2 separate regions of the Mus musculus genome follow, and region 2 is linked to region 1. The links are chromatin contacts, called in public promoter capture Hi-C maps. All regions are on one chromosome and are shown on one strand. The core of a region is the stretch at or near the end of the contact, and the rest is flanking DNA. Distances in the headings are between cores, read along the strand shown. Region 1 holds the start of Rpl32 (ribosomal protein L32). Region 2 holds the start of Marchf8 (membrane associated ring-CH-type finger 8).

Region 1 (2,700 bases), core at 106-2,605:
GGAGGAGGGATCAGTTAACTGCTGAACTGCTGGGTGTGCATGCCCATCCAGCCAACAGGTGATCTGCAGGCCCAGAGAGAGGTCTTAGCAGTTGAGAGCACTGGCTGCTCTTCCAGAGGTTCAATTCCATGCATGCATGTGCCTGGTGTGCAGACAAAACCCCAAAGATCTTTAAAATACAGGGTCAGGGTGCAGAGATGACTTAAAAGTGCCTGCTGTCAGACAAACTAAATCTGACCTGGACCCACAAGACAGGAAGGAGAGAATCAACTCCTTAAAGTGATTCTCCCTGCCCTTCAAACGCATAAATATAAAACAAAGTGTCATCTTTAAAATGAACTTTTTAAAATGCAGAGACAAGCGATAACGAGAAATGTGTGCTCAGGTCTTAACCCCCACCCCAGAACCACATACCTTAATTTTCACATATCGGTCTGACTGGTGCCTGATGAACTTCTTGGTCCTCTTTTTGACGATCTTGGGCTTCACCAGAGGCCGGAGGGCAGCCATGATGCCTTTTGACAAAAGTCAGACCCAAGTTAGTAAAGAAACTGGGAGGTGGGGCTGCGTCTCAGGCCTTCAGTGAGTAATGTTGCAGAGTGTCTTCCAATCACCAGCTACCGAGCAAACTGGGAATGGAATGGGTACCTCTGCTAGGCTTGCTCTCCCTCTTGCTTCCGAAGCTGGAAGAATACTAGCTACTCTCCAGACGCGATCCCAAGAGGTCAGTGGTTCATCTCACCCACTCCGAACCTCAAAGAACCGCAACCGATCTTACAGAACCCCAGCCAGGTCTCTCTGGTGGCGAAGGAGCGGCAAATCCCGCTCCACTAAGCTTCGTTATGTTTGAAGTGTTGCGCCCTTAAATACGCAAAGCCACCATGCACTCCTAACACGCCACCAGTCCGTCTGTCCCTCCCGGTCGTCTCAGAGCACCAACCAAAGGGTGCCTTCTCTGCTCCCCGCGCAGACAACCTGCTCCGCCGGGCTTGCGCTTCAGAAAGCATTTCTGCTCACTGGCGAGCGGCGGCAGCTCCCTGACTTAAGATTTCGGATTCGCCGCAGAAAAAGGCTGCTAACAAGCTAAGCAGAAAGCGGCGGGTGCCGTCCGAAACTCTCGGGCCGCATGGCAGCAAGCCCGCCCTGGCCGATGCCGGCCCCCGGGCAGACTCCGGAGCAGCGCCAGTGGCCAGGCCCGCGCGCGCTCGCCACTACCACGCTGGTGCGGAGGCCGCCGCCGAGGCCTCCCCACCCGGAGACGGGGTCCCGTCGAAGCCGCGGGCGGCGGATGGCCGCCGATACAGACTCACCGTAAAACAGATGGCAGCCACCTCGTAGGCAGCGCCGAGGAAGAAGGAAGAGGCGGCGGCGGCGCGCAAGGTATGATGGGACGGAGTCTTAGGTCCTGGCAGAGAAAAGGGAAGCACTTCCGGCTCTGGGTCCTCTAAAGAAAACTAAGATGTGCCTGAGAAATGATACTGAAAAAAACCCTAGTGGACTAGTGTTCTGTAGTAGACATTAACATCTTAGAGTGAACTAAAATTTATTTTTCTCTTGGGACTACTTAAGAAATTTGGGTTTTTTGTTTTTTTTTGAGCTAAGACCTGCTAGGTGGGCATTTATTTCCGCCCTAAGTGGAAGCCCAATAGCTTTTTAAATTGTTGGTTCCCGAGGGTGCCTCCTTGAGGCTGGGAGGTAGCAAAACAGAGACTCTTCGAAGATCCTTAGGCGGTTGGTTGAGCAAATGTCCTAAAACTTCCTAATATACAGATGTGCAAACCCCTGCTTATGAAGTGCTACTGAGCCTCCTCGCGACTTCTGTATGTTTAAATCTTCTCTACTTATGGTATGTACCTAATGTATTAATAAGTGATGGGTTAGCCGGGCGGTGGTGGCTCATGCCTTTAATCCCCGCACTTGGGAGGCAGAGGCAGGCGGGTTTCTGAGTTCGAGGCCAGCCTGAGCTACAGAGAGGGTTCCAGGACAGCCAGAGCTACACAGAGAAACCCTGTTTCGGAAAAAAAAAAGTGATAGGTTGATAATATTGCTAAGAAAATAGTCTATTGGCTGGGTGTGGTGGTGCACATTTTTTAATAACAGCACTTGGGAAGCAGAGGTAGGTCGAGTTTAGTCTATTTTGCTTATCTTTTGTTTTACAGATCATTGTGAAAACTCTATAATCTTAGGAGGAAATAAAACCAAACCTGAGCTGGGGAGGTGGCTTGGTGGAGCACTGTTGCTCTTTCAGAGGACTGGCATTTAGTTCCCAGGAACCAAGCGTTGCTTCACAACCTTGTTAACACCAGCCCTAGGGGATCAGATGCCCTTTTCTGTAGGCGCTACATGCATGTGGTACATACTCATACATGCAGGCAAAACACTCAATCACATAGAATAAATCTCATTTTTTAAAGATTTATGTATATGAGCACACTGTAGCTGTCTTCAGACACACCAGAAGAGGGCATCAGATCCCATTACAGATGGTTGTGAGTCACCATGTGGTTAGGAATTGAACCCAGGACCTCTGGAAGAGCAATCAGTGTTCTTAACTGCTGAGCCATCTCTCCAGGCCCCACCCCAGTCCCACCCTTTGTTTTGTTTTGTTTTGTTTTAAGACAGGGTTTCTCTGTGTAAGCCTGACTGTGGTCGAATTCACTCTGTAGACCAGGCTGGCTGGAGATCTTCCTGTCTCTGCCT
Region 2 (2,700 bases), core at 67-2,566, 530 kb after region 1:
TCAAAGCAACTGCTTTTTTTCTTTATTTTAGCAGCTTTACCTTCTAAGTACAGAGGTTTCTTCCCACTTCCTGTTTGTTCCCTTGTTTGGACAGATGCAAGATTTTGGTCTCAGGACTCAGAGCTTTGTTTTAGATGAAGAGAGGCTTCAGAAATCTCTTGGGTAGGGAATCCTTGTGTTAGGAGACTCTAGCTTTGCCTAAATAATATTTCCAGCTCCACAACTACTCAGACACTTCTAGAACTTGGAAATCTTTGTCACTTCGGATGGCAGGCTCCCACACCCCCAAATCACTTAATTGACTCTTCTTGCCCATGTACGACACTAATGGAAGTTTAGTCCTGCCTTATAGGAAAGCCTGCCACCAGGGCAGGAGGATTCTCTCAGGTTGTAGCTGCTGCTTCCCACAGCAAAAATCTGCACGAAAAAAATTCACCATTCCATCTTCTAGATGAATGTTGCTTTCAAGGTGATCTACAGGAATGGACCCATTTTTTGCTTTGCTACATGGATCCAGATGTTTTGTCTCCTGACAGTTTGCTCTCTAAACAGCATAGTATGCAAACTGACCAGCATATTTGAGTATGCTGAGTAACCTGATTAGCTAAACCAACAGACTTACTTCTAGACAATAGAAAATCGTGGAGTACTGCAGGGATTGCCTTACAAATCTCTCATGAATTTAAAAAAAAATACCTTGAATGTACCGTGTAATAAAGATTATTGGATAAATAAAACTGCCAGTGGCCAAAACCTCTCCTTCTGTAAGATGTGACTTAGGAAAATTAGAATGTCAAGAAATTGTAAAAGTTAGGAATGATAGCTTCTGAGAGAATCTTTGGGTCCAACCAACAGTACTGTGGTGGGGACAAGTCACAACACCAGTGTACAGGTATAATCAGGGATGAGTTTAATGTAGACAAAGTAGAGTCAAATACGTCTTGTCTACATGGACAGAAATATCCTCATAAAAATTATGAATACCATATTTACATATCCATACCATATACACTCAGAGTCTCTCTAGGTTAGGGAGTGAGAGAAAAAACAAAACAAAAAACCCTGCTCGTCCATACACACAAACGTTTTACCGCGTAGTTCTCGCTCCCACTTCATTTGCTAGCGCACCGGAAGGTTTACCTTTCTCTACACTGAGAAGGTGAAGCCGGGCGGAGTCTACCAGCAGCCTCACCCAGCGCCAGTCTACCAGGCGGCCGCCGCCGCTACCCCGCCTTCCCAGCGCCCCAGGTCGCCAAAGCAACGCTTTTAGCCTGAGGCGCGGCGGGGCACGTGACCGGCGCGTCACGTGACCGGTCAGTCGGCGTCCTCTCGCTGGGTGGTGTAGGCTGCGCGCTGACCCAGCGGCCCTGCTGCGTCCGGCCCGGGTCATGCAGGAAGCGGGCCGCGCGTGGAGCTCCGCGCCCACCTGAGCTGCTCGCGCCGAGGTGCGGCGTGGCGGGGCCGCGCGCTCCGGGCCACCAGGGGTGTGGCCGCTGGGAGGCCGCGACAGGTGGGTGCGCGGAGGTCTCGGGCCGGGGAGAGGCCGCGTGCTGCGGGGCGGGGTCCGGTCACCCTATCGGCGGGCGGCCGAAGGTCTCGGGCTCTCTCAGGTGAAGTCCTGCCCGGGCTGGGCTGTGAGGGCGCGCACCGGGCAACCCTCCCTCCCTGCCTCTGCTTCAGTCTCCGCGTCCGTCCGAGATGGAAGTGTGGATTCCTGGTGTCTGAGTGCCTGACGTGGCGTCTGGACGGTGCTGCTCTAGTAGAAGCGCTGGAGGCAAAGCGTAGGTAGGCTGCTTTACATTTTAATCGCCGCCCATTTGCTCGTCTTTAAAAATGTTTTTTTTTTTTTTTTGGACTCCTTCATCTGAGTCAAGTTTTTTTAAATAGGGAATTTATTAGGGGAGGATTATAATGGCTCACGTTCTTCTCACGTATCTTTAACGCAGCTAAACCTCCCTTAAAAAGAAAACACGCTTCTCTGAAAGCCCATTTGAAAAAAAAAAAAAAAAAAAAAACAACAACAAAGGAAGAAAGAAAGCCAGCCCTTTTCTGCTTCTTTGTCTCCCCCACGTAAAGACACACAGTGGTCATACAGCTGTCAAGATTTATTATGAAGTGGTTTTTTTTTTTTTTTTTTGTCGTTTTATGTTTTTGTTAATTTGATGATGTCTCAAGATACGTATGAAGTATGGCCCTTCCCATTATTTTTTTTTTTCTTTATTTTGTTCGATTATATGTTATGCAATTAGAGAAATAATAAATATATAACTTATCTCTTGGAAAAAACAGCAGTATTTCTGATCAGCCCCAGGAGGGACTGCAATCGTGCTTCTATATAGTAGACTTCACATGTACTTGCTTGGTTAGTTACTCAAAATGGGAGTGGAATACTTCATTTAGAATACTCAAATCACGTGCTGTGAAAAAGAATGTATGAACTATACATGGAATGATGTGGACACTTTTTTTTTTAAAAACTAAATGTTGAAAATCTGAAGCAAGAAAATTTTGCATTTTGAGAGATTCAGTGTGTGAGACCCTATGTTCAATAAAATCAAACGAAATATCCTGTTGGATGCAGTGAATGAGGGTATGCAGAGTGTGAAATTACTGAGGAAGTTAAAATAAAGAGCCATGTGTACTTTCCTAACTTCTTGTTTCTGGAGACTTTATTGATAAGAGATGTACTGAACTTTGATG

What was found. Capture Hi-C pulls out chosen DNA fragments and counts their contacts.
Region 2: a contact with region 1 is called in a promoter capture Hi-C map of liver, with 4 times the contacts expected there. The contact joins the promoter of Marchf8 here to the promoter of Rpl32 in region 1. A contact is called at or near these places in 1 of 39 promoter capture datasets (neutrophils), 1 of 115 datasets of contacts at active chromatin or transcription factors (pancreatic cancer cells) and 1 of 9 other capture datasets (liver).

Annotation. Positions count from the first base shown.
Region 1 is chr6:115,807,388-115,810,087 of GRCm38.p6, forward strand. It overlaps Rpl32 (ribosomal protein L32), which reads right to left and starts at 1,356. Exons shown (of 4, transcript NM_172086.2): 1 at 1,311-1,356; 2 at 415-515. The coding sequence starts at 510. It overlaps Snora7a (small nucleolar RNA, H/ACA box 7A), which reads right to left and starts at 716; the gene lies at 588-716.
Region 2 is chr6:116,336,706-116,339,405 of GRCm38.p6, forward strand. It overlaps Marchf8 (membrane associated ring-CH-type finger 8), which reads left to right and starts at 1,317. Exons shown (of 8, transcript NM_001302383.1): 1 at 1,317-1,510; 2 at 1,681-1,785.